Regions from separate parts of the Mus musculus genome. Here all the other regions are linked to region 1. A link is a contact called in public Hi-C data. All regions are on one chromosome and are shown on one strand. The core of a region is the stretch at or near the end of the contact, and the rest is flanking DNA. Distances in the headings are between cores, read along the strand shown. Region 1 has its middle 15 kb from the start of Gm30733. Region 2 has its middle 10 kb from the start of Gm29679. Region 3 overlaps Sulf2 (sulfatase 2). Region 4 has its middle 9.5 kb from the start of Gm30908. Region 5 overlaps Sulf2 (sulfatase 2). Region 6 has its middle 15 kb from the start of Gm30908.

Region 1 (4,000 bases), core at 189-2,688:
GAAGGAGGCACCCATGTTTGAAAGTGATGGAAAATTGAGTGGCAGACAAAATGATGAATCAGAAACATATTTGATAGAACAGGATATGCCCAGCTCTCATGAGAAGAGAGAGGAAGGGAAGCTACTTGAGGGGCCGTGTGGAGAGAGAAGAGGAGGCAGTTTTACCAGGAGAGTTTTACAGAAACAGGTTGAAGAGAGAACAAACTAGGCGAAGACAAAGACAGAACAAACCAGGAAAGAGGAGCCTGAAGATTAGAACAAATTGTCAAAACTGGTATGAGGTCAAGCAGAGCAATTCAGTCAGAGACCAAGAGAGAAGCCAGATGGAATCAGTCAGCTTGGAGGGGAGTCTGACCCGGAACAGCTCACTTGAGCCAGCCAGAGCTCAGAAAGAGCTAAAGGGTGAGCTTATTCCGCAGCAAGTCTGGAGGCTGAGAACATTCCAGGCAGGCCTAGACTGGACTGTATAGAATCTAGAAGCTTCTAGGCCTAGGCTTAGGTCAGCAGACAGAGTCAGTAAGCCACTAAGATGCAAATCACGTTATGCAAATAAAAATCACTTTAACAGCCAGGTGCCCTTTTTCATTCTCCACTTTATTTTTGAGACAGGTTCTCTCACCAGACCTGGAGCTCATCTAATTTTCTGAGACTATCTGACCATAGAACTCCAGGAATCCTCCTGCCTCTGTCTCACCAGCATGAGGATTATAGGCAGGAGTCCCCATAGCCTGATGTTACATGCTATGGAGGATCTAAGCTCAGGTCCTCATGTTTTTGCTGACTGAGTGCGATTCCCCACCCCTACTCCTTAAATTCTATATATTCAATGTGGGTTTGTGGGAGGCTCTTGTTCACCAGTGGATCAATGATCTAGTCTAATGGAGGTAGCACGGAGGATCAATGTTCTAGTCTGATGGAGGTGGCACAGTCTTGCCACATGTTCCAAAGACTAGCACGACAGAGTAGAAAGAATCCCACTGTGTCGTCTTGGAACTAATACCTGCTACTTTCTTTTGATTTATTTCTGAGAGTGGTCATCTGTCTGCAGGACTCTAAGGTCAGGGACATCCGTGAACGGAGCACAGGGTGGAGCACATGAATGGAGCAGACAGTGGCAAGTGCTCCTCAGTAGGGGAATGATGTGGCTAGGGATAAATAGACTTAATAAGCAATTTGACTCCAATGGTCGTTCCTTCTTGGACTATTTGGATTTTAACAAATTATCATCCCTCTGTGTTGACGAGTTGGAGAACATTAGGCTGGGGACTTTCTGCTCTGTCTCTCAATAATTTTATTTTGTCTTCTGGAAGGCACGGCATGCATCCTCTGGGCTTACAGCCAGCTGAGTCATCTCGCCCGTTTCTCTGTCTCTGCGGCACGAGGTCTGTGACACAGAGGTCTATGTCAGGACCCAACAGCCATCTCAGCCAGAAACTGGGCCAAGGATTCAGACGCCACCAAGCGCTTGATGGGACTGCCCTCGGGCATCCACCAGGGAGACCAGAACAAGGAACTGTGTCCCTGGAGCCTTGTGAGTCACACTTGGTCCTGACCCCAGATCAATTTGTCATCACTCTGGAAAAGGGGTGGGGTTAGCACACATCTCTCCAGAGTGCCCTTAGGGGCCCTTTGTTATGGCAGTGGGATTAGAACCCTTGGTTGAAGGTTCTCACTGCCTCAGGCTATTTGGAGATCCAAGAGGGTGAAAGGGGAGAGAAAGAGAGAGAGAGAGAGAGAGAGAGAGAGAGAGAGAGAGAGAGAGAGAGATCCTGAGGGAAGGGAACAGCAAGCATCCCAGGCCAAGTTTAATTATCCCATCATAAAAGAAGAAATAAAAATTGTAACCAAAACTCTCCCTCTGTCTCCAACATAACATCAAAGTGGGAATTTGTCAGGAGTGAGGAAAAATGTCAAGGAAAAAGAGTGGGAGGAAGGAGGGAAGGAATAGAGGAAGGAAGGAAGGAAAGAAGGAAGGAAGGGAGGGAGGGAGGGAGGGAGGGAGGGAGGGAGGGAGAGAGGGAGGGAAGAAGGAAGGAAGGGAAGGAAAGAGGGAAGGAGGAAAGGAGGGAGGGGGAGGGAGGGAGGGAGGGAGGGAAGGAAGGAGGGAGAGACGGAGGGAGGTCAGCCACTAGCTAGGATGGTTTTGTCTGAACTTCTTTGCTTCTCCCTGACTGAGGGCAGTGTCAGGGAGAAGCCTGAACGCCATCTCTGGTATGCATGGGGCTGAACTCCAGGAACCATGTAAGAGAAGATGGTGGTCTGTCCACCGGCGGCAGCGATTTTCTCAGTGTTCAGAAACACCAGTCCTGGGCTGGAGAGGGCTCAGCAGTTATGAATGAGACCATGCTGCTTTTAGAGAAGAGCCAGGTTCAGTTCCCAGCCCCCCACCAGATGGCTTACAACCTGGAACTCCAATTGCAAGGGGTCTGATGCCCTCTTCTGGCTTCTGTGTGGTACCTGCATGCACAGGGTACATATAAACTCATGCAAATGCGCACGTGTGCACACACACACACACACACACACACACACACACACACACACACTCACACAGAGAGAGAGAGAGAGGAAACCTGCCATACAAACTCCATTTATGAGACAGACTGGCAACATAGCTTCTTTGGCTGGCTCACTCTGTACCCTGCCCCCACCCTCCTTACCCAGGAGCCATGTTGACAAGTTCATACATTTGTAAACCTTGTCCAAGGTCAGTTCAGATCCCTTGAAGACATCTCAGAGGGAACTGTCACAGTAACTGACTCTAATTTCTAGAATTTTCATGTGAGGAACCAAGGATGGTACTATGTGCCTTGGCGCAATGAGACAGTTATCAGGGGCAGGAGATTCAGGTCACCCCACCCAGTGGTCAGCACCAGTGTGGTCTTCCTGTCTTACATGGGATGCCTTCCACTATTGAGCCTCGGTATGACCCCAGTGTCTTAGCAAGCCTCTTTTTCAGCTCTGAGTAGCTACAAGGCACAGCAGGTTAACATTCTGGTGTGGGGATGTTGTCTAGGGAAGATCGTTCAGATACTGGGTCCAGGAGAAGAAATTCTTCCTGGCTCTGAGGTTGAGGATAGAAACCAGCCGCACAAACTCCACCTGAGCAACCATTATGTTAGCGTGAATAGACACGCTTGGAAACCAAGCCAAGAAACTGAGGATGGCAGAGCGGAGGGAGGCTGAGGCAGCGGTTAAGTTGGGTTATTTACCCCTCCATTACTGGGGATAATAGGTGTGACCTTCAAGTCCGTGAGTCGGGTGTGTTGGTTTCTGGCACGAACAACGCTTTCACATAAGCTCTGCCCACGACAGATTCACTTAGAAGCTCAGAGCAGAGCTTCGGGGAGTGAGGATCACATATGCGTGCCGAGCCTTCCATTTCATGGAGGCTTTTCTGTTGGTTTGGGTGGTGTGACCCTTTCCATCCCTCCTCACGATAGATTGGCTGCTTCGGCCTAAGGCTCCTTACCTGGGATAAGGATTGCAGGCACCCCTGTTGCTAAGGACAGTCGGTGTTTGGTCCTTCAGTTCTTCATTTGTCTGACTGATCCAATCCAACCTAACCTACCATCTACTTCTATGGGAGTGACATTTCTGTCTACCGTATGACACTCTTCCCTGAGACCCAGGCAAAGCAGAGAGGGTCAGCCCTGGCCTCAGGCCTCAACTCTCCTGATTTCTCCCTGCTCTGAGCTCCGTTCTGTCCTTCCCCAAGGACAGACTTCACTATCCAGACTGTCCAAGCCAAGTGTAGATGCCTGAATTCAAGAGGAACATGGCAGTTATAAAAGGAAGATCTGACTAACACAGGGCCTAGGCCATCCTGAGGCGGCTGGTGAGGCCCTAAGTCTTGTCAGGGAGGATGGAAGTTCTGTGGGGGATAGAGACATGGGCCCTGAGTCTCTCTGTCTGTCTCTCTCTCTCTCTGCCTCTCTCTATCTCTCTGTTTCTGTGTCTCTCTCTCTTTTTCTCTCTCCCTCAAAATGCCCCATGTCTT
Region 2 (4,063 bases), core at 212-2,711, 250 kb after region 1:
TTGTGTTGCAAATAACTGTGCTCTCCTGCATACCAAGCGGACCTTTCTGCGTCCCAGGAAAATGAATCTCTTTTGGTGTTCATTGCGCTAATTGCATCCACAGCGGAGGCAGAGCAAACATCTTTCCCTCCTGATTTGCATTATGCAAAACCTTAATCTCCCCAAGTTTCCTAAAGCCTTGTGAATGATTCACAGCCTTCCAATGCCTGGAACAGCTCGGCTTGATCTGCTTGTCCATATAAATTAGATTTACTGAGGAAATAAAGGAGGCTCGATACTATAAACTATTGGGAAGATGACCCCCGAGTGTGGATGCCCCATAAATTTGTGTCTTGGGGGGTACTGCGAGGCTGCTGATCACACACATATTGCTAGATTTATCTCTTTTGGGCTATTATTGACATGAAGAGGAGAGTAGATTGCCATTGGGAGCCACTGTGCTGTCTGGGAGAGGGGCTGGCTCTCCCTGAACTGGCAAAAAGTGGCTTACAGAAAGCCTTCTCCAGACAAGGGGCCACCAGGAGAGGACTCAGGTTGAAGCAAAAGCGTGCAGGAGAGGCTGGATTCGAAGGCAGCCGAGTTCAGCCTGTGACACTGAGGAGGTGACCGCCCCTTCCCTTTGTTCCCTCACCTCCTGTTGGGGAAAACAAAACATTTCCAAACTTAGAGGGCTAGAGGAGGTCCCAGATGGAGTCTCCGCTGCACACCTGGGCCTCCTTCTAGGAACTAGTGGGGACCAAGATAGCAGGCCCAGGCTTCCAGGTGCTCAGAGAGCTCACTGGAAGAGCTCCATCCACAATGAGAGCTTACATGGTGGTGCCGGAGAGGGGGATGGTAACATTAGCCAGATTACAGGCTCAGACCCAACGCTGTGAAGGTGTGCAGAGCCAGCCCCGATGCCAGAGCCTGTTAGTGCTGTAAGCCTGCTGCCCTGGCAACCAGAAATGCCAGGCACGACTGTGCCAGGTTCTGATGTTGGGCTTCAGATCATTATTTCTGTTATTATTTACATGGCCATTGCACAGATTTGAAAGCTGAGTCCTACTTTAGAATCTAAGTCTGCAGGACGCCCCTACCAAGCGTCTTCCTTCTCTAGTCCCCTAGAGTGGGGCTGAGCAGGGGAAAGGGGGAGTTATTAGTGTTTATGCTAATACCTGTCAGCTGGAAGTTTCTACTCTGTGCTATCTGATGGTAAAGATCAGGGTCTCTGCGACCACAGTCCCCTTTCTCAGAGACCTCTTGTTGGCCTCTGCCAGGCATTTCCTGCTGGGATTTACTCGTGACTTCCTGTCCTTTGCCAACTGCAGACCTGCAGGAAGATGGTGGAGATGGAGGAGGCAGGCAGGATTTGTATTTCCTGTTGGTTTCTTACTGTTTCTGCCATTCCCACCAACACCACAGCGGCGCCCTTAGACGCCCCACATCCCCAACCAGCCCCGCCTATGAAATGTCTCAGCCCCGCCTATGAGGCATCTCAACCCCGCCTACGAGGCTTCTCAGCCCCGCCCTCCGCTCTGCAGCATAAGGCCCAGATCTACGGCGTATTCAAGGGTCAATAAGTTTTCCCCTTAAAAGTGTCACTAACATTCCTGAAAGTGTGGCTTGTGAGCCCCCACCCCCTCCCTCTGCATTGTATGAGGACAGTCATAAGCAATTTCCGGACTCAGGAGCATGGCTGTGCTCTATACAACTCCATATACAAGCACTTAGTCTAGTCATGAGTAATAGCTGCCTGAGCACATAGATGAGGGTTCGTCTTTGTCTCAGCAAGACAACTCCGTGCTTGCATCCTGCATCTTTAGGCTTTAAACAGCCACGTGTCATCGACACTGTGGGCCAGAGTGATGCTGACAGAACAGAAAGAGAAAGGCTCTTGAAGTTCATGCCAAGGCTGGAGGTCAGCACAGGCTGAGGAAGTGCGGGCTCATACCACTGGCACCAATGGGAAGACTCGAAACATTTAGATCTCATAAACTGGTCCGGATAGGACGATGCCCCACGCAGCTGCCAATGAGGTGTCGGTGGGTGTGCTGGGTGTGCTGATTGGTAAAATAACACCTCTGGAGCAGCAGTAGCGAGTGACTTCACCACCTGACTGGGTTTAAAGTCAGTCTCCAGGAACCATTTGATTCTCCACAGGCCAAACATGCACGTTAGCTGGGGTGTGATGAGGTTCGGCACAGCGTCTCTGGAGGCACAGAACGGTTGGAAGCAAGTTATCTGAAGGGCCCCGTCTCTGACTCCTTTGAATGTCTTTCTTCACATGATTGGAGGAACACTGCGATCCAGACTGACTGAGTGGACCACCAACCAAATAGAGACCGGCTCCCCTTCATGAACTAACCATTAAATTCAGAATATCTGGGCCATTGTGATGATATGGCTGGTAAAGGCCTTTGCTGCCTGGCCTTACAACCTGAGTTTGATGTCCAAGAATCATGTGATGGAAGGGAGAGAACTGACTTACACACACACACACACACACACACACACACACACACACACAATGAGTGCACACTCACATACACACACACACTTATGTGATTTTTAGAAACTAAGACCGGAATCCCTAGCAAGTGCCCCCAGATAAACACATTCCCCGATCCCACAGAACACTCTGTCCTCCAGCGTCCTCATGCGAGCTCCCCAGCCACAAACTGTTGCAACCATTTCCAAGAACAGTCTCTGTCCCCCCAAAGCGACACTATACCTGCCTTTGGTGCTTGTGGCTGTGGCCAGTGACAGGTGGGTGGGGCCGGAAGACAGGACAGGGCTCCTTACAAGGAAGCCTTGTAGGGAGAAAAGTGGCTGCTGCTACGTCTACCTGGCTCCTGGTCCCTTTTCTATGCTCACGTGATTTCTAGTGCACATTGTGGAGTGCGTGTGTAGTAGGTGCATAGTAAATATTCTTTGTATGCACAAACCTACTGTACTGATTGTTCCCTTTTGTTTTTATTTTCAATTTTTTCATTTATTTTTTATACGTATTGGTGTTTTGCCTGCATGTATGTCTGTGCGCCATCTTCTTGCTTGGTGCATGCTGAGTCCAGAAGAGGGAATTGTATTTCTTGAGGCTGTGAACTGCAGAGGCCTGTAAGCTGACTTTTTTTTTTTTTTTTTTTTTTTTTTTTTTTGGTGTTTTTGAGACAGGGTTTCTCTGTGTAGCCCTGGCTGTCCTGGAACTCACTTTGTAGACCAGGCTGGCCTCGAACTCAGAAATCCGCCTGCCTCTGCCTCCCGAGTGCTGGGATTAAAGGCGTGCGCCACCACGCCCGGCTTAAGCTGACATGTTAATGCTGGGATTTGAACTCAGTTCCACTGGAAGAGCAACCATTGCTCTTTGCCACTGAGCCATCTCTCCTGCACCTGTTTTATTAAGATTTATTCTTTCATTTATTTTATTTATATGTATGGGCCTTTTTGAATTTTATGAGCACAACATGCATGTAATACCTACAGCAGCCAGAAGAGGGCATCGGATCCCCAGAACTGGAACCCTTAGCAGCTGTGAGCTACTGTGTGGACACAAAGAGCCAAACCTGTACACAAGAATTCAAGCTCTTCCTCGCCAGCACATTTTATTTAATTTGAAATAAAGCCTTTTCCTTAGTTAAGCCTCAATGAAACATAACCCTTAGCTATCAGTCCTCATGCAATGTTTTGGGCCTGTCAGGACATGCCTAGCTAGAGGCCAGGTGACAGGCTGACATCCCAAACCACCACTCTTGGATACATGATCCCTTGGATGCAGCAGAGACTGAGTGCAGTGGTTGGATAAGAATGATCGCCACAGGCTCCTATTTGAATGTTTGGTTCATAGGGAGTGACACTACTTGAGAGTGATTAGGAGGTGTGGCCTTGTTGGAGGAAGTGTGTCACAGGAGGTGGGCTTTGAGGTGTCAAAAGCTCAACCCAGGTCCAGTGTCTCTCTCTTCCTGCTGCCTGTGGATCCAGATGTAAAATTCTCATTACTCCAGCACCGTGTCTGCCCACGTGCCACCATGCTTCCTGATACAATGACAATGGACTGAATCTCTGAAACTGTAAGCCAGCCCCAATTAAA
Region 3 (4,333 bases), core at 1,485-3,984, 170 kb before region 1:
GGGATGAAACTTCACAGGTATTCTGTCGATCTCTCCTTTGTCATCTGTTGGCTCTGCTGTGGAGGCTTCTGGGAGAAAAGCCCAATGTTCTCTCTCAGTGGCAGGGTATCAAAGGGGGAACTCTGAACGATTGGTCCCCACTCTCTGAGGGAGGGCCTGCTCAAGATTGCACACACAGCAATCTTGCCACACCAGGTAAGTATTTAAGGACATAGGGATTGTTGGTGTTGGCCCAGGTTTTGGGGAATGTCACAGAGCCAGTTACCCAGTCACTAAAAGAGACACCTGCAAAGCAAAGCCTGCATCCTATCTGTGGCTGGCTGGTTTTTTTGTCAACTGACACAAGTTGGGGTTAATTGGAAAGATGGTACATCAATTGAGAAAGTGCCCTCACCAGATTGGCCTGTAGGCAAGCCTGTGGGGCATTTTATTGATTGATGATTAATATGGGAGGGCCCAGCCCGCTGTGGGTGGTACCATTCTTAGGTGGTGGTCCTGATTCCTATAAGGCTCCAGGCTGGGCAAGCCATGGGAACAAGCCAGTAAGTGTGGTTCTCCATGACCTCTGCTCCAGTTCCTGCCCCAGCTCCCAGGGATGATGAACTACAAACTGTAAGATGAGGTAAACTTTCCCCTCTCCAAGTTGGGTTCGGTCATAGTGTTTTATTAGCACAGTGAGAGATAAGCCTAGCTAAGACACTGTGATTGGTTCTGCACCATCTGCCTGGCACAATGCACTGCCTACCCAGTTGGAGAGCTGGGGTCCACTGCTGTTCTCCCTCAGCTGCCTGCTCAGGAGCACCAGCCCCCCCCCCCCCCCGCCCCCATCCCCAGCTGGTCTCCCTGCCTCACACCCTCATCCTCAAGCCAGCCCCTCCCTACTCACAGTTAGGCTCGCCTGGGTCCCTACATCTCCCTGCCATCTACCCTTCTTCCTGAGCCTGGGCGACATCTCCAAGATCCTGAAGAGACTGTGCCTACTACAGGGCTCTGCATCTGCCGCCCTGCCCCCAGAGCACAGATCCCACCACACCACTCAGTGCTAGAGGTCCTGTCCCCACCAGGTCCCTTGTGTACCCTGTTGTGGCTGTTTTATCCTTTTCTGCCCACCAACACCTGCTTCCCTTGCTTCCTTCTCAGTGGGTCCCGCTTCTGTCTCACAGTGCACCTAGCCCACAACCGACCCTCTTGTGACTAGTAAGTATGACACCAGCAATCACATTTGACCTCAGCACCCTTATCCTCAGAGAGTGGCCAGCACCAACAAACTCCTGCACCCACTGGTTTTGGCTCACAGGAGGTCCTGGCAGAAGATCAGAGAAGGAAATTGAGGCTTGTATCTGAATTCCCCCTCCTTCCTCTCTGTGTGTGGGCAGAGGGTATGACAGTGTCGGGTGGCTCTGCATCCGGGTTCCAGTAACTAACCTGAGGGCACAGCAGCCTCCCTGTATGCTTTCTTCAAGCCCGTTCACCCCTAGCAAAGACGCTAAACCCTCTGTGACTTGGCCAAACCCAAGATCACGTGACTATGTAAGAATGCCCACATCCCACGTGACTGCTGGGGCGTGGTCCTCAGGGGCTGCTCTTCATTTACTGTTTTATCCCTTTTTTGCCCTTTGACCTTTGCTTCCTGTTGCCAAGTACGTGGCAGTTCTGAAGCACAAGGTGGCCTCGAGGACAGATGTGACACAGAAGGGATGACAGAGTAGAAAGCTAGAGACATCTTGACACTACCACTCCAATTCTGGACCACCGGCCCCAGACATTTTTATGTGTCGAAGAAGCAATGCTAGGTTTCATTTTCCCAAGCAGCCAAGCCTAATTCTGACACACTTTCTAGAATTCAGACGAACCTGCCCCTCAACACCCTTGTCGACGAATAAAACTAGAAAACCCTCGCAGGAATGCACTTGGCAGTTTGAACCCAGGATGGGCCACTCCTGAGATAACCTGCATCCACACGCCTTCATTTCGCTGGTGAGTGGCAGCTGGAATGTTCAGAATGGATGTCGGTGGATGAAGCTGCCCTGAACTGCTGCCTGGAATCTGGGTGCATCTCCCTAGCTGCCTGCCATCTGGCCCCCGTGAGAGCCGAGGGTTTCCAACCCATCCCTTGGTTACCGGTCAGCAGGGGAGTGTAGTCTCCTCATCTGCCAGATGGAACGTGGAAAATGGGGCTGCCGGGTTCTCCTTTCCCGGGTCTGCTTTGCGCAGGATGTGGACGTCAGAGCTGGGGTCCTGAAGGCCTCAGTGTCCAGTAAGTGTACCCAGTAAGGTGCACAAAGCCTAGGAGCTGTACCTTGTCCCACTGTCCCCACTACATGCCTGAACCTCAGAAATCAAGGCTCACCCTCAGCTTCAGACTCCACCATGGCTGTCTGTGGAGTGGCTCCTCCCTTGGGGGCACTGAGCAACCCCATCACCTTTCCCCCACAGCTTTGCAGTCCCTGGAGATGTTCTCCACAGGTCTTACTTGTGACCTATCTGCCCATCTTTCCAGCTTTGCCTCTGAGCCTGCACCACTGCAATAGAGCACTGGCTGGGCTCCTCTTGTGCCTGGACAGCTGTAGACTCCGCACCTGCCTCACTGTACAGTCAGCCTCTTCTCCACCTAGTGAAATGGAAGTCAGACTGTTTCCCTTCTCTGACCCATGTATGCCTGACATCCACCCTCCCCAGAAAGTCAAGTCCTCTCCCTGGTTCAGCCTCAAGCCCTCACATGATGAACATCACCATCAGCACGCCTCAGACTTCCCATTTTCTGTGCCCTGGGTCACAGTGCTGCCACTCTGTCAGCCTGCATGCCTCTGGCCCTTTGCACCAACTATTACTGCTGCTTGAATGTGCTTCCTAGAATTCCTGTTAATAAGTTCCCTGGCCTTTCTTGATCCTGTGTCCCCTTTATCAATGAGATCATTATGGATAAAGTTTCACACGACCTCCCCACCCCCACAACTCCCTTCCCTCTTTGCTTGACTTCTGATCCTTTCTCACCACCTTCCCTGTCATATGCAGTTTTTTTTTTCCTCTCCTCCTCCTCCTTCTTCTTGTTTTGATTTTCCGAGACAGGGTTTCTCTGTGTAGCTCAGGCGGTCCTAGAAGTGACTCTGTAGCCCAGGCTATCTCGGAACGCAGAGATCTTCCTGCCTCCGTCTGCAAGTGCTGGGATTACAGGTGTGGACCGCCACTGCCCAGCTTTTAGTTTGTGTGTTTTGTCTTGGTTATTGACACACAGCTGTGCTAGACGCCCAGCGCTGCAGTAAAGATTCTGTTACTTTGTTGCTCTTTGCACATCAGTCAAGATTCTGTCTAGTTTGTTACTTTGTTGCTAGTTACCCTTCTCTAAGAACAAGTGCTCAGTGAATGAGGATGACGGAGCAAGTGAGGGTCGCATGGTTCATCATCCTGCAGCAGATGTGTGGGGAAACGCTGAACACCCCCTAACTTAACAGTCCCGGCTGCTTGTGTCCTCCAGAGCCAATGTCCAGTTTCCCTTGAGGGAAACCTGCCCAGCTCACCTCAATCCCAGGCTAGAGATTTCTGGGCTGTCTAATGGCCCTGCTGGCTGCACTGGCCTTTATACAGAAGTGCTTAGCAAGCTGTCTGAAGGCAGAGCCAGCTTGGAAGAAGGTAGAGATGAGGTCACACAGAGACCGGTGACATCTGGAGGAGGCCTTGGGACAGAGGGAGGGAGACAGAGACAGCGGGGTAGGCAGGGAGGATGCACGGGCCGGGCCAATGTCTCTCGGGCTGGGCCCCGGCCTGAAGCGAGGATGGAGAGACAGAGAGACAGACCCGGGGACGGCGAGACACACGGAAGCTGGGATGGTGCCTCTTGGTCGGATGCGGACTCGGGCTTGGTCCCCGGTGAGCAGAAGGATCTAAACGCACCTGAAACTCCAAGTACGCTTGAACTTCTCATTTCAATCCCCAGTAAGTTGCTGGTTCCAGTTCATCCAGCATTGCTTGGGCTGAGTTACAAGAAGTCACTTGTAACCAGGAGAGGCGAGACCTATGCTTGTCTGATTTTGTTTTCTTTTTGAGACAGTCTCATTATCTTCCAGGTTGGCCTGGAACTTGTGATCCTCTTGCCTCTACCTCCTGAGTGCTGGGGTGACAGACATATACAACCATGCCTGGGTTCATTCATGAGCTGTCATAGCTGATGAGATACCTGTCCCCACACCACCTTAATGGCCCATCTGACAGTGCCACATAGCTGACCTTTAACACTTATGATGGAACAATCCTATCTAATAGATCTGCTCCAGGCTATGTGTGACTCTCCCTGGGCTCTCTCAGAAGCCAGCTGAGCTCTGGAGATGCCCTGAAG
Region 4 (4,010 bases), core at 905-3,404, 160 kb after region 1:
GAGAGATGAAAATGGCTCCCTCTTTTTATTTGGCTTGGTCATCCTCTCGTTCTCAGGCGCCGGCTCTGGTTTCACTCAAACCCTCCTGCATCTGAGGCTGCAGGAACAGGAAGTCCCCCGGGAGGCTGGACTGGCTGTCTGGGTTGTGAGTCAGTCTATCCTTACCCACCTCAACCATGGGACATTCGCACTGGAGGTCAAACGGCAGGCTGGTTTATTTCAAAGTATTGGCAGGTGACAGGGGTCATTCTGAGGCCCTGGTTTTTCTCTCTCTTCTGAAAGCTTCACTCAGCAATGTTTTTACCCTCAGGGACGTTGAGCACACTTGAAATCTCCACTGACTTAGAAATGACTTTAAAAAACACCCTCTGGTGGATTTAGCATGTCTTATTCTGGAAAAACAATTTTTAACTTGAAAGCTATTCTTCATAAGTTAATGATGCTGCTATCACCAGCCCACCCCACCCCTATTACAAAGACCCCAAGTGGACCGCTAAGGCACAGACATAAGGTCGCCATGCTAGCTAGACTATCACACAGTCTCTAAATGGCCCTGTCCATGTGAAGGGAAATGTTTCTTCTGGGTCCAGAGACCCTCTGGGTGCATCCCATGTCTTTACTCCATTTCGCCCTCCTAGTTTCCTCCAAGGAAGGTCCTGTTCTCGTCCATTTCCAGCACCAACAGGGAAACTGAGTCCCAGAAATCTCGTGTCACTAGCCAGAGTGTAGTTCCACCCTGAGCTCCAGCTAGGCAACTCAGAACAGCCCTGGACTGAAGGAAGTGGAGAACACCGGCCAATCAGCAGCAGCCATCTGTCTGCTTCCAGAGTGCAGGTGCTTTGTGACCAGCTGTCTCACACTCCTGCCGCCCTGTGCTCCCCGTTGTGATGGACTGTACCCCCGAACCCTTCCTTCCTCCAGTTGCTTCTGGTGAGATGATTCTTCTCCATAACAATGAGAATATTAACTAACATGATATATGTCTGACATGGTTACCCTGAAACCAAGCACGGCCAAGGACAGAGGCCCAGCTTGGAGTGCATAGGAACTTCTGGGAGGAAAATGGTGACCATGGCTCTGTGAGGAAGGAGGCTGTGGACACTCAGTCTGTGCCACGTTTCCTCAGAGGTCAGGAGGGAGCGTCAGAAGCTGCTTCAAAACTTTGGCCTTTTGTCTGCTGGTTTACTTAAAATTTCCTTTGACTTTTTTTAAAAACATAAACAAAGGTATTAGAACAGAAAACTTGAATCACATCTGTGTAAGTCAAAGCTAATATGTCACAGTGGATGGGCAATGCGCTCCAGAGAATGTTGATTTAAAAAAGATGTTAGGTAAAGGGGCCCATGCTAATGGATATAAAATATGCCTTCTCCATTTTAATATCATCTGGTTATAATTTTAACTTCTGAGTTATTTTTAAATACAGTCTTGATGCTGGGGATAGCTCCAGGACCTTAGATACTACTAAGCAAGATCCCGTAAGCTATACCCCTATCCTTAAGGGTTTTGGTTTCTTGAGACAAAGACTTACTATGTAGCCCAGGCTGACCCCAAACTCATGGTTCCTGTGCCCTCTATCTCCCAATCACTGGTAGGGCAAGCATGTACCAACATGTTCATCTGCCTAACATTTTAATTTAAGTAACTTAACTAGATGGAAACAGCCAAGAGAGCAGCCCTGACAAACCAATATGGCGCTTGCATCTCTGTAGAGTTCTCATTGGCAGGTGCCTCAGGCACGGTACCCACAGAATGTCTCAGAGATCATTCTGATTTCTGGGCTGTCACCACAGGTGTGACTCAATTATGACTGTATTTGGAGAAATCGTGTTCTTGTTGAAGGCACACATGGGACTGGGGATCTGGGGTCTTTCAGGCCATTGATACTGATCTTGCATTCTGGGATACATTTGTAGGCAGACTCCTTTTGCCTATAACCCTCGGGTCCTCCGCAGGGCAGAGTGGACATCCTGCCAATTCACTTTGAGGTTGCTTTAAAGACAGAGCAGAGCATCTATAGCACAATATACCTTGTGATCAGGGCTGCATGTATTTGCATCTTGGCTCCTGCAACTCTTCTAGACAGAACCTCAGCACAGCTCACGATGAGAACCACAGTGAGGCCACCCCTTAGCTAGAGCTGAGCCCAGCTGCTCTACACTGAGTCATAGCTGACCAGACAAAGTCAGCCTGGATCTGCTGGCCCATAGCGTACACTGAAGGACCTTGAGGGCGAAAATAAATGCTTGCTGTTCTAGTCATTTGAGGCTGGTCTGTGAGACATCACCATAGAGACAAAACCAAATATAAAATCCCTTCTCAGAAACCCACCCTTTTCTTGTCTGTCCTAATGGAAGACTGGCTCACAGGAACCCATCTCAGGCCATGAGCAGACAAGCGCTGACTGAGCCAGGGGCATGCAGCAAAGATTTCCTCTGGCCATCAAAAGGAGAAGGCAGGAGCCGGAGAGATGGCTCACTGGGTGAAAGGGCTTGCAAGTAAATCTGTTGACCCAAGTTCAAGCCCCCAGAACACACACAGTAGGAGAGAACTGACTCCCAAAGTTGTCTCTAACCTTCACTCACATGCTATGACACTCACACACTAATGCACACACACATACGCATATACACATACACACACATACATATACATACACACATACAAACACACATACATTCACACACACATACACACATTCACACACACACACATACATACTCATACGTAAACATACTACACACATACATGTATACACACATATACACACACATACATACACACACGTATATACATACACACACATACATTAAAAAGTGTGGGAATTAGGAGAAAATAAATACTAAAAAAAAAATTTTTTTAAACCACTTCCTCCAGCTATGCTTAGCCTCTTGAAAGTTCCAAGGTCTCCCAAAACAGTGGCCCCAACTGGCAACCAAATGTTCCCAAGTATAAGCCACAGCAACAAGCCTTGCTGGTTTTCTTATTTGAGCCTACACCAAAGCTGGTCACTCGAATTCACAGATCACGTCCCTTACAGCAGCTAGTGCCAGCCGCCTGCTCCTGGGTGGACAATCCACATCAGAGAGCATGAACGAAGACTTCTCCCGCTTGTTCCTTCCATCTTTCTGCTCTTAGATTTCAGAATAAATAACTCATGAACACTTTCATCTGGGTTGCCCGAGACAAGGCAGAGGGGAAGGTGGAAAAGAAAATATTGATCAGACAGCAGTAGTCAGTACTGCGTCTCTTCTACGGGAGGCTGCAATGAGGGCCATGACCATAACATCAGTGGAAGCGTACATGGCTGTGCATCCTCCGGCATCAGAACGATTTCCCAAATAACCCCAAAGGAAGACATGGATCTTGGAGGACATGGTTTCTAATTGGCAGCTCCTACCTCCAGTTTCCAGCTAATTTCCATTCTAGAATTTTCTCTCTCTCTCTCTTTTCCTTCCCTGTGGCAAGGTGTGCTATTCACTGTTCACACACACACACACACACACACACACACGCACGCACACACACACTGAACTGTCTCTTTTGCATTCAGCAGTAAAGCGGGAATCCATGACTTCTCCAGTTTCTAGACATGGCAGTATGAACAGCCATGTTTTCAGCCTAACAGGGACGGAGACTGGCGGCCTGTAACTGGGAGAAAGGCCTACTCAGCACACCCCTGAGAGGCTGACAACCCACAGCCTGGCGGTTCCAGTGGGCTTGAGTCATCTTTCTTCTGTAGCTTTTTCTGAGAACAGAGACTGGAGCACTTCTGGCCACCTTTCAAAATCTAGAGGAGCCAAGAAACACTTAACACGTGTCCTGGAGACATTCCGGGGCTTTTGAAAGAAACACAAGCAGAAATCTCTCTCCTCGGGGCGCTTGTGTGATTTAGACACAGACAAGATTTTGAAACACGGGTGAAGGATGTGGCATCATGAGCCAGATGAACATGTTGAAGTTTCAGATTCCTCCCTAAGAGCTCCGATCATAAATTATGTGTCTTAACG
Region 5 (4,039 bases), core at 1,038-3,537, 190 kb before region 1:
CCAGCCCCACCACCACTAGGTTTCAGTGGTGGATGCCTGTTTTCTGTCTCTGCCTGGCAGGTGTTCAAGTACTCATCTTTGTATAACTGGGACTGGGTAGGGAGTGGTAACTGACTCCCCAGGGAAGAGTGAGGATGGATCTGGAAAGTTCTCCACAGCAGGGGAGTGGGTGAAGTGTGTTTTATACAGAAGCAAGTACTAAGGTGCCAGGGCAGGGATGACCGTACCACAGAGAGGGTCAGTGGCCCGCGTATGAATGGAACAGAAGAGCCAGAGGCAGGAGAGACGTGAACAGGTGAGCCCGATAGAAGGAGCTGTGGGTTTATCTCAGGAACTCAGAACAGCCAGGGGAGGGTTTCAATCAGAGTGCAGCTTTTCAAGGCACCCCCTGTTGTCCTCTTTGGGGAGTAGGGGTGGTTGGCTAGTCACCAGGGGAAAGAAGGGCCAGGCAGCTCACAAGGACTGAGGGCTGAGCCCTTTCTAGGCTCCTTTTTCCTACCTGCTTGTTCCGAGTGGGACTGTTGCTATGGAGAGAGCTTGGGTTGCAGAGGACCCCAGGGCATCAGGCCAAGGCTGGGCAGTGGGTGCAGGGGACCTGGAGGGGGTTGCTTGAGTTTCTAACTGAATGCAGGCTTCAGCCTCCCCTGCCAGACTCAGGCAGCTGTAGCAAATGACAGAGTCCATTCATTTCCAGAAAACCTCGTTAGCTGGGAGGGAGGCTAGCTAGCATCAGGGAGAGGCTCTATGGCCTGTTGATTCACTATCAGGACAAACTGGCCTTGAACTCTCAAACCTGCCTCAGCTTTCCAATGCTTGGATTATAGGTGTGCACCCCCACACCTTTATGAAGTGATGTGGATTAAACCCATGGCTTCCTGTGTGCTGGGCGAGTGCTCTCCCGACTGAGCTATACTGTTGGCCCTTTCCTTTTAATGTGTGTATGTATGCCTGTGGTGTTTGTGTGTGGTATTATGTGTGTATGTGGTGTATTGTGCAGGCGTGGGGTAGTGTGTGTGTGTAGTGTAGTGTCTGTGTGTGGTGGTGTGTGTGTGTGTGGTATGGAGTATATGTGTATGTGTGTGCATTCCTGTGTGTGTGTGTGTGTGTGTGTGTGTGGTGAGTGTGTGTGGTGTGGGCTGTGTGTGTGTGTGCATCCCTTTGGTGTGTGTGTGTGTGTGTGTGTGTGTGTGTGTGTGTGAGCATTAGCATAGGCTAATGTCAGATATCTTTTTGGATTATTCTCCACCTTATATGCTGAGGTAGGGTCTCCCACATGAACCCCGACTTCACCAGTTCTACCAGCTTGTTCCAGGGATTTCATCTTCTTTGGAGACTGGGTTACAGATGGGCATTCGTACCCCGCCTTTTACCAGGATGCTGGGGATCGGGCCTGGTCCTTGTTGGCTTCCCCACTAAGCCATCTTCCCAGCCCTCTGCCCTCTCAACTGCAGACGTGCAGAAGGGTGGGGCAGAGGGGCAGACAATCCACAGCAGCCTTTACAGCAGGACTGGAGGATCCATCAACTATAGGAAATTCCCATTACCTCAGGGAGCGTGACATATCAGACCCCTCGGAGCTGCTCTCAGAGGTATCTCACCAATGGCCCTTTCCTATAATAATGAGTTTGCCGTATTTCCTCCCAAAAGGAATTCACAGTCGAAAAATAATTTCCTATGCCAGTCATCTCCCAAAGTTGAAAGAACATTAGAACAGCAATCTTCAAGAAAAATAAAAGCTGGGAGATTTATAACAAAGGGAGGCTTCAACCGGAAACGTCTCTGGCACATCCGTCAAGGAGACATGAGGTGGCAGTCAGGTGCCAGCAAGGAGACAGATTCCCTGGGAGGCTGCTGGTTCCCAGCGCAGGCTGGTGGGCGCTTGGTATTTGCAATTCAAATACTGGTTGCCCCTGCCATCAGGGACAGAATTTTCAGAAATAAGGAATCTCTTGGAAAAGTTTCACATTCAATTATAACAGCTTTCCTGTCAGATCTAATGCTAGGAAACTGAGCACATTTATAACTGCCAAAAACCTAAAACCAACCAACCACCACCCACAACAACAACAAAAAAAACCCCTTCCTTATTTATATAGAAAATAGACTCAGATTCAATACTCAGAACAATAAGCATAAAATAATCCCCCCACACACGAATGACTTGGAGGGTAGTGTAGAAGGCATGTGGACTGCAGAGCGTCCACCAAAGTCCCTTGCTTCATTCAGGATACAGCCAGCATCCTGTATCACTGTGTTCATGGATTTGGCCCATAGGGGGCGCTGTGCTTCCTTGAGAAAAAGGCTTGCAATTAAGTGGTCTGAAGCCTAAGAGGCCCTCCCTCCCATGAGTTGGTGTGAGTTAGCCTCCTGTTTGCAGAGTTAAAACCCAGTAGGCAGGCATGGAGCTGTGGTCCCAGCACTGGGGAGGTACTAGCAGGGGCATTGCAAGTTCAAGGGCCGCCTGGTTACCTAAGAAGACCTTGTTTCAAACATCAAACAAAACATGAGGTTTTGGGCACTGAAGCCTTTCTTCTGTCCCATGTCTACTGAAGTCAGGCCTGAGGGTGGCTCTGGAAGGGAGGACAGTGACAGGTGGGGGGTTGAACACATGAGCCATATCGTGACTCTCCAGATACCCACTCTGATCCTGGTACCTGCACAGTGTGTGACCTTATCTGAGCCCTAGCTTCTGTGATCAAGTTAAAAGAAGTTAAAAGAAGCTTACATCGATCGGGTCAGGGGGAACTGCAGGCCAGTGCTGTCAACGGGGAAATCTGGACACAGATGCCTGGATCTGAGAGCCACGAGGAGAGAGAGGCAGAGCCTGGGGAGCCTGGGATATGGAGAGCTGAGGAGGCTGGAACAGAAGTCCCCTGGGGACAGCCGATTTGGGATGTCAGAGGAGAAGCACCTCCTGCTTTAAGCTCCTGGGTTGTGGCTCTGGGTCTCTGCAGTTCTCGGGAACCTGTGTGTGGCTGAGCGAGGCTGAGGGACAGTCAGGGATCAGACGGACACCTGGACCTCCCCACCCCCATACCTCATCCTCAGGGGACTGAGGACACACACCTATGCTTACTCCACTTTTCCTTATTTGTGTGTGGCGTGTGCATGCATACATATGTATTCATGTATGTACATGTATGTAAGGATACTTGTACATGGGAGTGTGGAGGAATATCCAGTATCTTCCTCAATCATCCAGCCCCCCTCTCCAACAGTTGGTAACTTTTTAAAAATATATATTTATTTATCTGTGTGTGTGTATGTGTGTGTGTTTGTGGGGGTGCGTGGGTGCAGCATATGTGTGGAGACCAGAGGACAACTTGCAGGAGTTGGTTCTCTCTTTCTACTGGGTGGGTTCTGCAGCCCATCTCATCAGGCTTGGCGGCAAGCACCTTTACCTGCTGAGGCATCTTGCTTGCCTCTCTACCTTAGTGTTCAAGCCATCTCTTACTGAACCGGAAGCCCCCCAACTGGCTAGGCTGGCCGGCTAGTGATTCCCAAGGACTCTCTTGTCTCTGTCTCTCCAGGGCTCGTGAGAGGCAGTAGCTGCCATGCCTGGCCTTTTCTGTGGGTCCCGGGGAAGAAACTCCTCGTTTATTGATGGCTCTGCAGACAGAACGGTCTCCCAGCCCCCACGCTTCCTCTCCCTCCCAAGGACTTTCACTGCATGAATTTGTGGGACCTGGTCACACCGTCCTTGGGGTGATGCATATTATGGGCACTGGGCAACTTATCCACATCGTAACACTGCTGTAGAGAAGGGAAACTGAGCATCAGGGAAGCGTCCCAGCTCACAGTCACAAGTAATGTTAGAGCGAGGGCCTGGGTGACTCACTTATGTAAATCTTAAAAGCATTGAAAGGCTAGAGACTAAGGGCTTAAGGAGATTTGGGGACTTAAAAAAAGATTAATTTTATGTGCATCTGTGATCTATATGTATAGACGTGCACTGCATGGATGCTTGGTGCACATGGAGCCAGAGAGGGCCCTGGATTCTCTGGAACTGGAGTCACAGGGGATTATGAGCCACCCGGTG
Region 6 (4,024 bases), core at 121-2,620, 180 kb after region 1:
CCTGGGGAGCAGCCATGTTTGCAGAGACTGTGGCTGTTTAGCACTGTGGTGACTTGGAGAGGTTGGAACCAGGCAGGTTCCAGAGCCGATTACCTGACCTTGGGCTAGATCTAGCCATCTGTGACAGCCATTCCTTGCCCATCTCTGTGTGTGGACTAACAACTTGTGGCTAGTAGATAAAAAACTTGGGATCTACTAACTTAGCAGACTACTGGATTCCACGAATCCAAACGCTAGCAATGTCATCAGACACATCTGAGACCTCTAGGACAGCTCCCCCCATCTCTCTGCAGCCATCTGTCTGATGTACCCACCCGTGCACTCTAGCCTTGATTTATGACTTTCTCTTTTCTGTAAAACCATAAAAACATCATGAAACTGCTTCTGCCTTGGACCATGGAATCTGGGATAACTCAAATCTGTGTTCCTTAGCCACGCTCACTCAAAATGGCTACAGAATAAACTATCTCACGTTCCCCTTAGGCTCAGAATTGTTTTGTTTTGTTTTGCATTGACAGTAAACACTAGAGTCACCACTGGCCTCCTTCCTGGTCCCCTGTCATGAGAATGACCTCCATCCACACCCCTGCTGCCACAGTCCAGCCGATCGTCCTGCCCCTCCACTCCTGGTGCCTAGTCTGATGCGGCAGACTGAACTTCCCTAGGACCACGGGCCAGAGCAAATCTTTCTTCCCCCATCTTCTGCAGGACTGAGATGTCGTCTGCTCACATCTTAGCTTCAGGGCTGGCAGAGGATGGAGATGCCTCGGGCTGTGATGTATCCCAGGAGCTTCTTCTGTAGCCAAGAGAGGACCAGGCTGAACACAGAGGTTGACAGCAGTGGCTGCTAGGAGCACACACGCACACACGCACACACACACACACACACACACACACACGGGCTCACATGACCAGTGGGTGGAGCTAGTTGGGAAGGTTCCAGGAACATGAGAAGGTGGGATGCAGCTGGATGACCTAGCCTACTCTGGGACAGTCCTGGGACAGTCCTTTGCTGCTTAGTCCTTTCCCTCTCTGTGGATGAAGATACCCTCAACTGCACACACCCAGTGCCGCATCGCTCCCCTGGGTGTGTGGACCCAAATGACCCTGGACTGACTTCCCCTAAGCCAGGAGCCAAAGTAGCAACGTTTTAGTGGAGAGATGCTTAATGGAGGAACGATTTGTTTCAGCTCATGGCTTAAGACAGCCCAAGATAACTTTAGCTCTCAGTCAGCAAATTCCATCTTTCCACAGTCCGATGTTTTATTTAGCCAAGGTCAAATGGTCTGCAGGCTCCTCAGGATAGTTGTGGCTTCTCAGGAGAACTTCAGTTCCAGGGCTCAGATCCTTGCAAGCAAGATTTACTAACAGCTGGAAGCAGCTGGCAGGCCTCTCAGAACTAGAGCAGGATGCAAGTCTGCCTGGGGCACACCTGTCCCGGGCACTGGTGCAAGGTCACCCAGCACTAGCAGACCCTCCCACTGACTGCCTTCAGCTCCCTGATCCATCATTGCACCTCTGAAGAGGCAATACCCCGCTAGCTCCACACTGCCTACATGTGGCTGCCTAGTTCCACAGGTTGAGGCCTTCTAATGCCTGTCTGCTGAGTTCCTCTTGCCCTGTGCCTTTCTCTGGATAGTTTTCCACTCTGACCAGGATGAGGCGGGAAACCTAGAACACAGAGGCCTCCAGGGGCCTCCTGCCCCACTCCCAGGTATAAAGAACAGAATCCTCATTCCCTGAGTGAGCCAGACTCCTGAAGTCTGAAGGCTGCACACACACACACACACACACATGCATATCACATACACACACATGCATACCACACATCCACACTGATGCACACACACCCACACCTACACTGATGCACACACACATACACACACATGCATACCACACACCTACACTGATGCACGCACACACACATGCATACCATATACACACACACAATGCATACCATATACACACACACACATGCATACCATATACACACACACACACATTGCATACCATATACATAAACACACATGCATACCACACACCCACACTGATGTTCACACACATACACACACATGCATACCACACACCCACATTGATGCACACACACATATTCATACCACACACCCACACTGATGCACACACACATGCATACCACACACCCACACTGATGCACATACACATGTGCACAACACACACACATGCACACTGATGCACACACAGTGATGCACACACACACACACGTGTGTGAATGCACACATTGGGTGCTTCCTAATGGCTAGAAAACCTCCTTTCCCTCTCTATCCCTCTGTTGCAGAAACTCCCTCAGAGCTAACATGTCAGTCTCGAGGGGCTTGAGGCTCTCCACCAGAAGCTGCTTTCTCGGTATTTAACTGTGTCTGTGTGGGTCCCTGTGCACACGCTCACGTTCATAGGTATGTAGATTGCTCACATGTTATCTGTTACTAAGATACATCAAGACAACAATATTAATCACGATTTTAAAAAGCCTGTCAGTCTAACCTCATCTCACCGACTCGGTGCATTCTTATGTCCAGTCAAAGACACACACATGCACCAGGGTGGTCCCTAAGGACAGCATCTCCTAGAGACACTCTGTGTTAATGATAACACTGCCCCGTGGTGCTGCAGTGCTCCGAGATATTTTCAGATTCTATGATCAACTAGGATCAGCCACAATCAGGACTGGAATAAATATCTTTGAATATTTGTTATCCAAAGCATATGTATGCATACATATGCGCATATAGATGAGCCTCGGTTTCTATGGGACACTTTCCTAAAAATAGGGACTACTTGGGTGGAAGAATATGCGTATGTTTAACTTAGAGGTCGGTGGCTTCTGCCTGCAGCAAGATAAGACAGGGTTGGGATGAAGGAGCCATCTAACACTGCGTTGAAGGGATACGGAGAGCCTGCTGGCTGGGGAAGGGTCCTGGGAGTGTCCTGCTGAGGGAACACCACTAGGCAGAGAACCTGCAAAGGTACAGCAGGAACAGGGGACCAACAGGGGACTCCAAGCACAATAATAGCAGCAAGAGTAACAGCAGCTGAGACTGCGGAGCTGGCTCAGTCAGTAAAGCATTCGCCTTCAGACTGCGAGGACCTGGGTTCAAACCCTGAAACCAGACAAAAGAGTAAGAGCTGGACATGGTGGTCTGCCTGCACTTGTGTCTCCAGAGCTGCGGAGGCAGAGGCAGGCAAGCCTTGCTTCGAGTCTGTGACAGATGGCAGCATGCCAAGCAGCAAGGGTGAAACAAGGCTTGTGGCAGTGAGGCCAGCCGGTTGTTTCATTTTGAGGTGTACAATGGCCCAGCCCATCTGGAGAGCTCCAGAGTGCTGTCTCAAAGCAGCACAGTGGACAGCCTTTCAGAGGACAACCTCTGAGTTTGTCTCTAGTCCTATGTGTACATGTGTGCATATTCGAGCTTGTGCGCGCGCATGCGCGCGCGCGCGCACACACACACACACACACACACAGAGAGTAACCACGGTGCACTGCAGCCCTCCCTGGCTCCGACAGGGTGCTAAGCATTTGAGCAAAGCAGAGCTCAGTAGCCTCATGGGAGAAGCAGATGATTCTCCCTGTTTTCCTGAGGAGGAGGAGGAGGAGGAGGAGGAGGAGGAGGATAGGACATGGAAAGGCGACAACACCCAGTGGCGGTCACTTAGCCTGGGCTTCCCCTTTACCTGTGATGAGAAGCCCCATGGAAAGGAGGCTCACCTCCAAGTCACCCCAGACCCCCACATGGAGCTGTGCCTGCAGGTCACACGGATCAGGCGCAGTATGACAGTGACATGTCCAGTGCCAGCCCCAAGCCACGTCCCTTCTCAGAGCTTCATACAGACTCTTCCCAGCAGCCCTACAAGAAGCCAGCTGATTGTCACCATGGGGCAGAAGAGGACCCAGATACCAAGAAGTTAGGTCATCAGTGAGGCTGTGGGTTAGTGAGCAGCTGAGCCTGACCTGGTCACCTGATCCCAGATCCCTGCTCTTCTGTAACAT

Evidence for each region. A called contact is a pair of places that touch in the nucleus more often than the background predicts.
Region 2: a contact with region 1 is called in a Hi-C map of bone marrow-derived macrophages, with 29 read pairs. The contact joins two enhancer-like sites. A contact is called at or near these places in 1 of 15 datasets of contacts at CTCF or cohesin (large pre-B cells), 13 of 484 Hi-C or Micro-C datasets (B cells, the C2C12 cell line, the CH12 cell line and 8 more), 10 of 115 datasets of contacts at active chromatin or transcription factors (T-cell acute lymphoblastic leukemia, acute myeloid leukemia, astrocytes and 7 more) and 1 of 9 other capture datasets (embryonic stem cells).
Region 3: a Hi-C map of bone marrow-derived macrophages shows a contact between it and region 1, with 29 read pairs. The contact joins two enhancer-like sites. A contact is called at or near these places in 5 of 484 Hi-C or Micro-C datasets (B cells, bone marrow-derived macrophages, embryonic fibroblasts and 2 more) and 2 of 115 datasets of contacts at active chromatin or transcription factors (both in embryonic stem cells).
Region 4: a Hi-C map of uterus shows a contact between it and region 1, with 2.1 times the contacts expected there. The contact joins two enhancer-like sites. A contact is called at or near these places in 3 of 484 Hi-C or Micro-C datasets (the G1E-ER4 cell line, the N1E-115 cell line and uterus) and 1 of 9 other capture datasets (embryonic stem cells).
Region 5: a Hi-C map of the N1E-115 cell line shows a contact between it and region 1, with 11 times the contacts expected there. The contact joins two enhancer-like sites. A contact is called at or near these places in 12 of 484 Hi-C or Micro-C datasets (B cells, the HL-1 cell line, the N1E-115 cell line and 8 more), 2 of 115 datasets of contacts at active chromatin or transcription factors (the HL-1 cell line and embryonic stem cells) and 1 of 9 other capture datasets (embryonic stem cells).
Region 6: a Hi-C map of uterus shows a contact between it and region 1. The contact joins two enhancer-like sites. A contact is called at or near these places in 2 of 484 Hi-C or Micro-C datasets (the N1E-115 cell line and uterus), 1 of 115 datasets of contacts at active chromatin or transcription factors (stem cell-derived anterior neural progenitor cells) and 1 of 9 other capture datasets (embryonic stem cells).

Annotation. Positions count from the first base shown.
Region 1 is chr2:166,299,948-166,303,947 of GRCm38.p6, forward strand. No RefSeq gene overlaps it. Among named protein-coding and RNA genes, the nearest start is that of Gm30733, 15 kb to the left of the region's middle. Within about 2 kb of position 1,439, at least 76 of the 459 cell types and tissues checked have an H3K27ac peak or open chromatin away from gene starts, as enhancers often do. A contact at or near this core is called in the N1E-115 cell line, bone marrow-derived macrophages and uterus, where this site is marked.
Region 2 is chr2:166,552,205-166,556,267 of GRCm38.p6, forward strand. No RefSeq gene overlaps it. Among named protein-coding and RNA genes, the nearest start is that of Gm29679, 10 kb to the right of the region's middle. Within about 2 kb of position 1,462, at least 104 of the 459 cell types and tissues checked have an H3K27ac peak or open chromatin away from gene starts, as enhancers often do. A contact at or near this core is called in the N1E-115 cell line and bone marrow-derived macrophages, where this site is marked.
Region 3 is chr2:166,124,562-166,128,894 of GRCm38.p6, forward strand. All of the region lies in intron 2 of Sulf2 (sulfatase 2), which reads right to left. Among named protein-coding and RNA genes, the nearest start is that of Gm52534, 6.5 kb to the left of the region's middle. Within about 2 kb of position 2,735, at least 15 of the 459 cell types and tissues checked have an H3K27ac peak or open chromatin away from gene starts, as enhancers often do. A contact at or near this core is called in bone marrow-derived macrophages, where this site is marked.
Region 4 is chr2:166,459,982-166,463,991 of GRCm38.p6, forward strand. No RefSeq gene overlaps it. Among named protein-coding and RNA genes, the nearest start is that of Gm30908, 9.5 kb to the right of the region's middle. Within about 2 kb of position 2,155, at least 55 of the 459 cell types and tissues checked have an H3K27ac peak or open chromatin away from gene starts, as enhancers often do. A contact at or near this core is called in uterus, where this site is marked.
Region 5 is chr2:166,106,239-166,110,277 of GRCm38.p6, forward strand. All of the region lies in intron 3 of Sulf2 (sulfatase 2), which reads right to left. Among named protein-coding and RNA genes, the nearest start is that of Gm52534, 12 kb to the right of the region's middle. Within about 2 kb of position 2,288, at least 11 of the 459 cell types and tissues checked have an H3K27ac peak or open chromatin away from gene starts, as enhancers often do. A contact at or near this core is called in the N1E-115 cell line and bone marrow-derived macrophages, where this site is marked.
Region 6 is chr2:166,484,616-166,488,639 of GRCm38.p6, forward strand. No RefSeq gene overlaps it. Among named protein-coding and RNA genes, the nearest start is that of Gm30908, 15 kb to the left of the region's middle. Within about 2 kb of position 1,371, at least 28 of the 459 cell types and tissues checked have an H3K27ac peak or open chromatin away from gene starts, as enhancers often do. A contact at or near this core is called in uterus, where this site is marked.